Regions from separate parts of the Rattus norvegicus genome. Here region 1 is linked to region 2. Evidence: chromatin contacts called from public Hi-C data. All regions are on one chromosome and are shown on one strand. Each heading gives the region's core, a stretch centred on a gene start, on an enhancer-like site or on the middle of the called end of the contact. The rest is flanking DNA. Distances are from core to core; before and after follow the strand shown.

What was found. A called contact is a pair of places that touch in the nucleus more often than the background predicts.
Region 1: a Hi-C map of liver shows a contact between it and region 2, with 3 times the contacts expected there. The contact joins the promoter of Rbms1 here to the enhancer-like site in region 2. A contact is called at or near these places in 7 of 12 Hi-C or Micro-C datasets (Schwann cells, frontal cortex, kidney and 3 more).

The regions. Positions count from the first base shown.
Region 1 is chr3:65,826,492-65,832,403 of GRCr8, forward strand. It overlaps Rbms1 (RNA binding motif, single stranded interacting protein 1), which reads right to left and starts at 2,522. Exons shown (of 14, transcript NM_001012184.1): 1 at 2,009-2,522. The coding sequence starts at 2,083.
Region 2 is chr3:65,653,217-65,659,225 of GRCr8, forward strand. The region is part of intron 2 of Rbms1 (RNA binding motif, single stranded interacting protein 1); the gene reads right to left. Among named protein-coding and RNA genes, the nearest start is that of Itgb6, 130 kb to the left of the region's middle. Within about 2 kb of position 3,860, at least 4 of the 93 cell types and tissues checked have an H3K27ac peak or open chromatin away from gene starts, as enhancers often do. A contact at or near this core is called in liver, where this site is marked.

The sequences.
Region 1 (5,912 bases), core at 1,272-3,771, 170 kb after region 2:
AACACAAATCAATATTAAATGCTTTATGCAGGAAGCACACTTTCAGAAAATGGACCCTAAAGCTTCCTGGGATCCAGCCCTAATTACTCCAGCAGGCTTTGCCGTTTGTCCCTCTCTTCAATTATTTACAGGGCAAAAAAAAATTTATATATATAATAATAATAAAAGCCAAATGGCATTGCATTAGCTATATTAAATGCTATGCAGTTGGTTTCTAACTTACTAATGGTACATAAAAATTACTAAGGTAAATGTTTCATAGGAACATGGCTCCTCCCCTTCTTCACCTGAATGTGTGCATTTATTATTCATGGAGTTAAGTGTTGAATAGGCTTGTCCTTCAGGCAACCAAATGCTGCATAATTATTTAAATGAATGCATCAAATATATAACACAGCTAAAAGGTGGCGCATAGATCACGTTACGAAATTTCTTCAAACAGCACACATACACAGAGAGAGAGACAGAGAGAGAGACAGAGACAGACACACACACACAGAGAGAGAGAGAGAGAGAGAGAGAGAGAGAGAGAGAGAGAGAGAGAGAGAGAGAGAGAGAATCTCCCTCAAGTTCCTAAAACAATGGCATGTCAACCACATGGAGATGAACGGTCCTGCTCTAGCAGTTGCGAACACCTTACAGATCTCCAGTGAGCGAAGGTAAATGGGGAATTGGGAGAGCAGCAAGGAGGCCTTTAGGTGCTGGGAAATTTCTGGCCTCTGCTGACAAGTCCTTTTTACGTGGACAAACACTGAGCTATGTTGTAGGGCATCATGGACCACACACATTGAGAGAAAGAGAAGCTTTCAAGGTTGAAGCATAGATTCTTAGTACCAGGTCAGCAATGTCCATCTGCCAGCAAACAATCCCCTAAAGAAAGTTCAAACACTGCATCCATACCTGATTCTTTTGTGATCTAGAAGGACATACTAGGTGTGTTAACAGCTGAAGAAGGCTGCTGTACCCACCATCCCATTCTGCCTTTCCTAATTGTGGCGTATGATTCCAGGGCGGTAAGGTGCACTTTTCATGAACCCTAATAATTTTTTAAAATTAGTTTATGAGACATCAAACTGTTGTAAAATTAGCATAGGCCCATTAACAAAGTGCCCAGGGTCCCTGGAAAGCCAGGCACAATTTGCCTGCCTACATGTCATCAGCGGTCCTTACCCAAGACTGTGCCACTTTTGAGCAGAATTGGAAATCACTCTCTGGTACACACTCAAGGCGGTTTAAAAACAACAACCAAAAAGGAAAAGTAAATACAAAGTCACTTCTTTTTATGCATCGAAATCTGTCCATTGTCCCTCCCATGTAAAAGCTACAGAGAAGATTAAAGGGGATATCAATGAATGCAGAGTGAACTTTGGCCACTTCTCTACCCAAAACACCAGCGTAAAAGTGGAAATCAGTAACCAGGTGAAGTGCCACACCGCACAAAGATCAGAGGCGAGGGGCGGGCGCACAGGGCCCAAGGCGGGGAGGAGACCGTCCCGGCCCCCTCCAGCCACCTTCGTCGCGCGCGCGGGAGCTGGAGGGTAGTCCTGTGGGGCGGGGCGGGGCGGGGCGGGGCGGGGGGCTGCGCGCCACTCAAGGGGACCCCACAGTTACTGCCCGCAGGGCGAGGCCCTGGAGAGGTCTGAAAGCCGTGCCGCCAGCAGGTCCTGCCGCGGGCCCCAAGCATCGGCCGGCCGCCAGCCCGGGCTGGACGAGGGGGAGCCGTGAGGCCGCGAGACCCTTTCCTCCTCGCCGGCCAGGAAGGGGCCAGCGGTCCTTTCCTGTCTAGTCGCTCCCCCCCGCTACTCTCTGTAACCCGATCGCCGCGATCGGCTCCCCGGGAAGCCGCCGCCCCGCGCACAGCCTGGCTCTGCCCAGGCCAGCGCTATAGTTAGCAACCCCAGCACTTGTGCCCAGAGGCGGGAGGGTCGCCGTGCGCCCCTCCCCAGCCCGGCCCGGCGCGCGCCTCCGCGGTCCCCTCCTTTGGCGACCCTTCCCCGCGCCTCCTTACCTTGGCTTGCAGATACTGGGGGTAGTAATAGGTGGCGTACTGAGGGTACATCTGTTGTTTCCACACTTTGCCCATGAAGCTGGAAGGAAGCCTGCCGTGCAGGGTCGAAGACACTTTAGGTTTTCCAAGTCCCGATCTCTTTCTCCTGCCTCTCCCTTTCCGGAGGCGGCGGCGGCGGCTGCCTCGGCGGCTGCTGCTGCCACTGCTCCACCTCCCAACCGGGACCAGACGACGTCCTCCTCCTCCACCTCCTCCTCCTCCTTCTGCTCTTCCTCCTCCTCCTTCTCCTCCTCCTCCTTCCAGGCAGACAGAAAGACACTGCAGAGCGCAGAGGACACCCCGGACAGGGCGCTCCCAAGGAGTTTCCTCTGGGAGCCCGACTGTGCCCGAGCTGCCAAGGGCTGGCGCTCTGGCCGCGCTGCGCTCCGGGAGCAGGCTGAGCCCAGCTACGAGTGATCAATACAAGTGGAAAGTACGGCGGCGGCGGCGGCTGCGCTTGGTGCCAGGCGGCATCTGGGGTGGGTGCGCCCGACAGCGAGAGGGGAGAGGGGCTGGCTGCCGAGGCCGCGGGGGAAGGGCGGCCGGGGGCGGGGCTTGGGCGCCGCCGAGCCCGGGACCCGCTGGAGGTGAGGGCTGACTTTCCACCACTCCTCACCTCCTAGGCTCTCAAGAGGACGCACAGAATCTCTGGGAGCGGCGATCGCTTTGTGTCCAGGGTGGGAATAGGTTTGGTAGACCCTGCTTAATAACTGCCGAGAAGGCACCTCTAGCTTTCCTGAGTTTTTAATCTTCGTAAGTGGGGGAGGGAGGGAGGGAAAGAGGGAAAGAGGAAATCTGATTAATCTCTCACTTCCCCCAAATTCCCGGACCGGTGATTTTTTTTTTCTCCCCACAAAGGAAAATGCTTTAATGTCCAATCACAAAGCTGGAGCCAGGACACCTGGGTTCTGTTCCACCCACACACCAGGTCACAGCACTAATTTTCTAAGTGACCTTGGGAAGGTTAGTGTCCTTCGGTTTGGTTTTCCCAGATGTGAAACCATGCTCTTTGCGTGTACACACACACACACAAACACACACACACACACAAACACACACACACACACAAACACACACACACACACACACACACCAAACTAGCGGGTCCTTCTAAGGGAAAGATGCCAAAAAGAGGAAGAATGTTATTAGAGGACACAATATAGACATCAGTTTCTCCCTGCCTTTTCTAATGCTGCCAGACAGTCTGTCAACTCCCACTCAGGAGCAAGGAAACTCCCTGAGTTTGGAATATTTTAAGGCCATTTTGAAAGTCACGCTGGCATATTGTTGCAGTGTGTTTCAGTGACACATAAAATCAATCTCCCTTTCTGCTTCTCTCCGTCTCCTAATTGTCTCAGCTCTAGACAGCCCCAGACGAGCAGCGGTTCAGTTCACTACATAACTGGATATAATTTAATGGAGTTAATTGGTCCCTGAAGTTGCCTGCAGAAGACTTTTATATTCTAGCTAAAAAAGAGACAATATGAGATGTACAATAGGATGGGGAAGAGAATGTCCCTAAGTTGATGTCCTTGCCCGGCTGATAAAAGACTAGGAGAAAAACATTTATTGAATCGAACTCGGTTGCTTTGTTTTGTTTTCTTGTTTTTTGTTTGTTTGGTTTTGGTTTTTGGTCACTTCTCAGTGCAAGGTAAATCCAGTCAAACAGGAATGCATGATTTTCTTCAGTAATCAGATCTTTATATGATTATATTTTAAGACAGGCTTTAAAAATGATAAACACAGTGGGCTGGAACCCTTATCTTTATATGATTTAGACAAGTTTCTGGGCTGTACATTTTTTCTTGAAAAAAATAAAATAAAATAGTTGTAGTTCATGTGAAGACAATTTGGACACGTCAGGAGGTGACTCGTGTACTTCCTCATTCATCGATACAGAATCTCACGAGGAAATTAGATTTACTGAGTTTCTGTCACATGCTGGGCACTGTGGAGATTAATGCCAACCTGCAGGTTAGAGTGGTCCAGTGTCTGACGAGGTGAGCTGAAAGTGTTCCTCATATTGCTTCCATACGAGAGTGCTTTGGTTCTTAAGTAACGAAGTCACTAGCATGCTGTGTGTGTGGGGGGGGGGGGGACCCAGAGAGTCTAGGAATAATGGTTTGGAAGGGGTGACTGACTGAAGAGAAATAAGTTGAGAAAGAACTCAGTCTAGGTTTGGACACAGGAAATTGCCAGAGTGAGAGAGACTGTTCTGCTTACTATTTTTTTTTCTCCTGGATGATGAAAATCCAGTCCATTTCCAAGAGCCCAAAAGCAGACCCAGACATATATGGAGGTTTGATTTATGACTGAGCCAGTGTTACAGGGCAGTGGGCAAAGAATGAACTTTTCAATAAATGATTCTGGGTCAATTGGCTATCCGCATTGGAAAAATAAAGTAAAATAAAGGTCTGCTTCACAAATATCAAAGATGGGGAGTCCAGCTGCTTTAGAGATTATGCTCAAAAAGCCAAAATCACAAGGGCTGTTAGAGGACAACAGAGGTGATAGCTACCTGATGCTGATGTGTGGCAAGATTAATAAACTGAAAGCAAGTGTGAGATATTGTGATACGTGGTTTGTAGACTGGGCCTAGAAAGCATAAAAAGTGAGCCACGAAATAATTACTTTTACAAATAATGACAGGTTAATATGCATACTCTATAGAGAAATCCTCGAGAATGTGAGAAAGAGAAACAACTTGTGTGAATAAAAGGGTTTTTTTTTTATTCACAAAGGGAGACCAACAAATGTTCAACCCACTTATGAAAGAATGCTAGCATTCAATTGGTAACATGATAATTCCAATAAGGTGACATTTTACTCTTTGCCACGCTGTCGGGAAAAAAAAAGAAAGAAAAAAAAACCAACAATGAAAATGACATGAGCAGGTGAAGGATGGAGAAGGGAACTCTCGAGATTGATTATCAGAAGCACGCGTTTGTACTGCCATCAGTGCCGAACATAGTTTGTCATTATCCGACTTTAATATTCTCTCTCCTGCAGTTGCAGGTGCAAACATATTAAAGAGTCTTCTATAGATGCAACAGGAAGTGTGCACAAGAATCCTCGTATAGCACTAAAAATAACACAAATGAACACTAACTATACAATGCTTAAAAAGTCCTTCGTGTACAGATACCAGGAGACACTGCAACAGGAAAGGTAATGGCCACAGTGAAAAGCATCAGTACACATCATTTCAAGTTTAATGCTGATCAAAGAAGCGACTCAAGGGGCTGGAGAGTTGGTTCAGCAGTTAAAAGTGTACACTGCTCTTTCAAAGGGCCTCTACCTCTAAGAGATGCATTGCGCTCTTCTGGCTTCCATAGACGCCTGTGCTTCTATGTGCATACCACCCATAGACAGACACACACAGTCATGCACACGACTTATACTACTTATAAAATCTATTTTATATTACTTATAAAATCTATTTTAAAAGAAGCAGCAAGTCAACAATATACAAGACATGATTCCATTTTTATGAGCCTCAAAATCAGGACAAAAGTATGTAAGAATAAGAATATGAATGATTTTTAAAGCATAAATAAAACATAGCTAATATAAACACAGAATTCAGAATAATGATTCTCTCCACAAAAGCAGATGGTTGTGAGTAAGCAGGAAGGGGCCAAGGATGACCCTGGATTGTAGGTGTATAGGAATATATTTCAATATATTCTCTTTGAGTGGGCTAATGATTGTGTGTGTGTGTACATATACAAATATGTACACACATACACATACACACACACCTATATATATTGTGTCTCACAATAAACATGATTGTTTCCAAATAAATGCGAAAGCACAGACAGAATAATGACCTTTCTTTTCCTAATATCTAGTTTCAATTCTA
Region 2 (6,009 bases), core at 2,610-5,109:
CATGCAGGGGTGCCTGGGTCCACTCTGCTTCTCTACTCCCTCCTTACATTTAATATGTGACCCTTGACCGTCTTTATTTGGACATTTATCCAGAGATATGGCTGCAATTAATTTTTGTATGGTATTTCTCTTCCTAGCTTTTGTTTCTGTCTTAACCTTTCTTTCTACCTAAGTGTATTAATATTACACTAGGCTATCAAGTATTAGTTAGAAATGGCCTCGTGCCCACCACTGTTTAAAGTTTATTCTCAAAAGCATTCCAAACACATATTCCATCTTCCCCTTGGTCTATATTCAGTAGCGTAGCACTTTACTCTCCCCTTTCTGCCAAACTCAGGTTACCCAGGACTGTGTCAATACACGCACTCTGAATGCAGACAGTAATCCTGCTGAGTTTTGTCCTGATGCTTCCAAAATTCCCAATCCTGTCTAGACTTACTTAAAAAGCACCGAAAACCCTCCCAGACTCCTCACCACTGGTCCTTCTAAGAGGACCCATCTGCCACATAAATCCACCTCGAACACCATTGTAGACATGCCCACGCCACCTGCCCATTACCTCAGCTTACCATCCTGATCCTGGAGAACCTGTGCAAATCTTATTTTCCCAGAAGCCGGCCCTAATTGTCTCACTGATTCACTGAAGAAATAATAAAGGGGATTATAGTTACCGAAGTCCTACTTACACTCTTAAGGGCCGGGCCACGAGCAAGGATGAGGATACGTGTGGTGGGTGTGTTCGACGCGGTACGTGTTTTATGTTTTTTTTTTTTAATCGGTTGCTACTCCTATTTTTGTGAACGGTAAAACAACAACAACAACAAAACAACAACAAACCAACCAACCAAACAAACAAAAAAAAACCAACCCAAACAAACAGGACCATGGTTTAAGCCTAAGAGTTTGCCTAAATTTCTGAAGTTCAAAAAAACCCACAGTCTTAAAGTTTTCACTGCAGGCTGTCTCTGAAGTGCTTGTGAGAGGCAGTTTGTCCTTCAGAAGGAGTTGGGAGGACCAGATGGTCTCCTCCACCTCAGTACTGACTCTCTGTTTCCCCCCCAAGGCCGAGCAGTGTTTACTTTTTAGCACGAAACAAAAACACAGGGCTCCAGACTGACAAAGGGGAAAGTAACAGAGGAGGCGCTTCTGAAATTTACCAGTTTTACTTTTCCGCTGTGGCTTTCATCAGCTCGTGGGCTAGGACAGAAAGACTGTGATTTCACAGAAAGTTACGAGGGTTTCACTGTCTGAGGAGTCACGGTCTGCTGGCTCCTGCACACAGTGAGGTGATTATCTGGAGCCACTGAGGGGTGTTGAGGGGTTTCGCTTTCATTAAACATCTCCCGTGCTGTCCACTCAGAAGCTACGCCCAGAGCGCAATGCCAAATGGCCAGCACTGCTCTGACAGCTTTACTTGCAATGAGGTTTAATAATGGGGGTGGTGAGGGTGGCGGGGGTTGGGGGTGCAATTAGAACTTAATCTGAATCTACTGTCAATCACCCAGCGCCCACAAGATTAACAGATGTTTGGGTACAAATTCATAAAGGGATAAGAACTTTCAGCTACCCTTGTTCCCATTTAGATTTTTTTTTAAATTATTGAGGAAGAGAGATGTACACTGTACTGGGTAAACGCTGACTCTAAGAACACCAAGCAGGACATACCCAGGAATGTAAGGTCCAGGGCTGTGGGGAAGCCAGTATGTCTGTGTTCCTCTTTAGGTTTTATCCAACTTCAAAGTAACTAGGCTCAGGCCACAGCCCTCTCGCTACCCCTCATCATAATACTCTTGGCTAAGAGGAGTTAATCCACTCCAGAGGAAGCAGTGGCAGAAAAAGGATAAAGAGTAATTAAGAGACGGTGACTGGAGAATAATTAGAATTTCAAAGGGAGAGGATAACAAGTTAGGAATTCACATTGAGGCCCCTTGCTCTTGCAGACCTGGCTGAAGACCTGCTCAAGATGTACTGAAGCTCCTTTGGTTTGCAATATATCTTTATTCCTCCCCCGTTTCTGCTTACGAGTAAAACCAAACATATTTTAGTTTTAATTAAACAATTATTTGCTGTCCCCATAGCTTTCTCCTTACAGAATTATAACCTCCCCCATTTCTTTGGTTTATCTTAAATCCCGAAAGCCATATACTACTGAAATTAGAACACAGATTCTTAGGTTGACAAAATTAAAATCGCCTAAAGTCCTAGGTCTGAGTGTCCGTGTACCTCCTTACAGGGTGTGAGCATTGGCTGTGCGTGTGTAAAGGAGTGCACCCTCTGTTCCCTTCCCCACTTTCCAGCCCCTCTTCCCAGTTACAGGAGAGCTTAGAAAATGGGAGCCTACACCAGCCACCACCGACAGATGGCGATCGTGGTTGACATGTTCCCTTAACACTTGGCATTTCAAAAGTTTAAATGCTGGCGGTGCTTGTACTAGATTTGGAATATGCTATGGACATTCCCGAGGCATCATTTATTGCTTACTAATCATTAAAAATAGTCGATGGGAATATTAAAAATAACGTATTTGTAGTGCTAACAGAAAAGGACACATTTGAAAAAGCCAAATATTGCTCATGAGTACAGGAGGGTGGCTTATGTTCAGATTCGAGATGATATGACTGCGTAAGTGGTAACAGACAGCAAGGTGGACAGACAGTGTCGAATGACGATAAACTAAGGAAAAATATTAGAAGCTGCTGACTTCGTTAATTCCTGGGGGTGGGGGTCAAAGGCATGTGTCATATTAATAAACTCTTACTTTTCTGCACAGTGATTGTCTTATAATTTAATCCTCACAGCAACCTTTGAATAGGTGGTTTTTGATTCAATTTTGCACACGTGAAACTCAGGAGCAGAGTGAGTCTACCCAGGGTTACACAGCTTGCAAGCAGCAAAGACAGGAAGTTTGCTTTGGAGTTGAAAGGCCACGCATGTTGACAATTACAGAAGCTTGGGTCACCGAGCGCAGACAGGTTCAAAGCAATTCCACTTTGAGTTGCGTGCTTTAGATGGAGAGAGGGCGGACTGTCGCTGCTAATGTCTCTGGGACGGATGCTGATAACAGTCAGAGAGAGAGGTCACGTGGTCTATCTTGGGATCAGATACCCAATAAAATATGTCGGTGAGGGGAAGCACAACTGGCTTTAAAGTCTGAAAGGAATCATTCATGAATCTATTTCATGGTACGTAAAATATGGGGACTATCTGTCAACCCCCTCTTGTTATTTTGGAATTGTGAGGGGAAAATTAAAAAAAGCCCTAATATACAAATACAAATGTATCTTCACCCTGCATGTCCTGTGTGCGCCATCTACAGCCATACGCTCACGCCTCTGCACAACCATAACCCCACCCCTACCTCGACAGGCACGGATTAACTCTGAGGATGGAGTTCTCCAGCTACCCTTTCTCTGACTTTATTTTGTCATGGACTCTTCAGGAAAAGGTATTTCCTCAAATTTGCTTTAATTCACAGAACCGTGTAGCTGGACAGAGGGAAGAAAGGAACGTACAAGTGATACCCATTTAACAGAAAGGTTTGTTAATGAACAAGGCCTAAGGAAACGCAGGAGTGAGTTACCCAGGCTCTTCTGAATCCCCCACTACCGTGAATAATTCAATTGGTAATATTTTCTCTATTTAATAAAAGAAATATTGAGGATTCGCAAATGAGATACAAGATAAGAAAAATTTAAAGAAGGCAACCGAGTTCAGATCTCCTAAGACTTCGTATGTTTCATGCTGACGGTTTTTACGGTTCATGCATGGTTTCAGGAAACTGGCCTAGGACATGACAATATTAAGTGCATATAAAGACAGTCAAGTTTCCGTTTCAGTTGTCTGAACTCAGATAACCGCCCCATCTGCTTGTGCTGTACGGCTGCAAAGGGTGGCGAGCACACAGCGCAGGGAACTAACTGTGCCGTACACAGCTAGACGAGAAGCCAGAGTTTCCAGGAGGAGAACGCCTGGCAAGGAATGCAACTGCAGGACCTGAAGGTCAGACACAACCGAAGCCCTGCTGCGGAAGGCCAGCCGATCACAGGAAAGACGAGAGCAGCACGAGGGAAGAGATCAAATCAAGAACGAGGCTCACCAATATTCATAGCATGCCCTCGTGTGACCTTCACCGCACACAACCTATGAAAAATGTATAAGATGCCGGATCTACTATGAAGGGGACAATCCTTTGAGGGAGGCGAGGAATTTTCAGGGTAAACCCACCTCCGTACCAAATAAAAATCTTGTGTGCAGAATCCTAAACAAAGAAGGCATAAATGCAGAGGGAGTGTCAGGCTGAACAAGGCAGCCTTTGGGGAGAGCAGACACCCAGGCAGGCTATGAAGAGAGGCTCAGCCAGCAGATGTTTCGTGCAAACCTATGTGAGAACAACAGAAATCGAGGATGGGGAAGGGCCTGGAGTCGCCCGCCTTCCAGAGAAAGGGAACGCATCTTGGCTGGAGGTTTTTCAAAACAACCACGGAATGAAACAGCAGACTCAAGATTTTTATCAAGATTCACGAAACAGTTGATGCCCAGGATTAGCAAAGACAGCCATGTCTTTTAATTTACTTTGCTGTATGCCTACAAATTAGTATGGATGACTGAGGGGAGCAGGGCTTTCCAGAGGCCAGCAGAGATTTAAGACAAATGGCTTCTCTGAAGGAGCCTTAAATGCTCAATTAAACTTCTGAGAAAAGCAGTCCCAGGTGTCTGCTGTGGAGAGCCAGCGACTTGCTCGTGAATTCAGAAGACAGGGAAAGGAGACCCTCAAGTTCAAGTTTCTGAACCGGGGAGGTCAGTGAGTTTAGCCCAGTGCGCAGGCTGGGATACGTGGCAGAACCCAGCCTCTTTTCATGTGTTCTCCCTCTCAGGGGCAGGTAGCCCAGCGGTCTTTCATGGGACAATATCACAGAGGCTCTGGTATGAAGCACCACTCCATGTTTCCTTCTCAAAAGATTTAATATATCCTTTAAATGAAAATAAAATTGGTAATTTCCTTCCGGATTTTAGAACCGATAAACTTTCTCATTAATCTCAAAAACATCCTCGTCGACTTTCCTATATGAGCCCAGGACTGTTCCTACCATATTCAGCTAGAAATAAAAACCACACGGAGACTGAACATTAAACTACCTCGCCAAAAACAGCAAAGACGCCCATTGGGTGGGTGGGGCATATGGTCTGTGAAAATGTGTAGCCTTTCTTCTAAATAAAAGCACTGCGGCACACCAATGTTCACGCACATCATAACAGCATTTCACAGACGACTTTGTAGCTCTTCAGGGTACAGTCATAGATGCTTGGACCCAAATCAGTGTTCCCCAGTATTTCTATGTTAGAGGAAGATAATGCATGCTGGAGACAGAATCAAGGGGTTTAAGTGTATGTCACTGAATTGATCTCAAAGTCTCATTCACTGATAAATATTCAAGTCCTAAAGCAAGGACAACTTGGCTACAGAAGGTAGTTGGGGCTTTTGTTACTGTTTTGCTTTGCTTTGGTTTTGTTTTTTCCTGTGTTCTGTCTGTCCTGGAACTTGCTCTGTAGACCAGTGTGGCCTTGAACTCGGTTATCTGCTTACCTCTGCCTCCTGAGTACTGAATTAAAGGCATGTGCTACCACTGCCCGGCTAGAAAGTAGCCTTTATCTCTGGATTGGTGAAACCATCAAGATTACTTATAAAACTATTTTCCTCTTCCCCTACAGTATATAATGCATTGCTTATGCTGACTTGGTGGTCTCACCTTTTGTAGTGACGTACCATAAGGAAAACTTGGTTCTAACAGAAAGAAAGCAGGGAGTTACAACTATGGAGATGTGGCCTCAAGTTCTAATATAATCAATGATCGGTTCTGTGTCACTCTTGGTATACAACTGCCCAAAATATCTGCATCACAGAAGACAATATGGATTGGCTATCGCGGTTTTTTTTTTTTTTTTTTTTTTTTGGTAATGACACCAATGAGAGGCAACCTGGACTACTTTCTTATCAAAATATTAATGTAC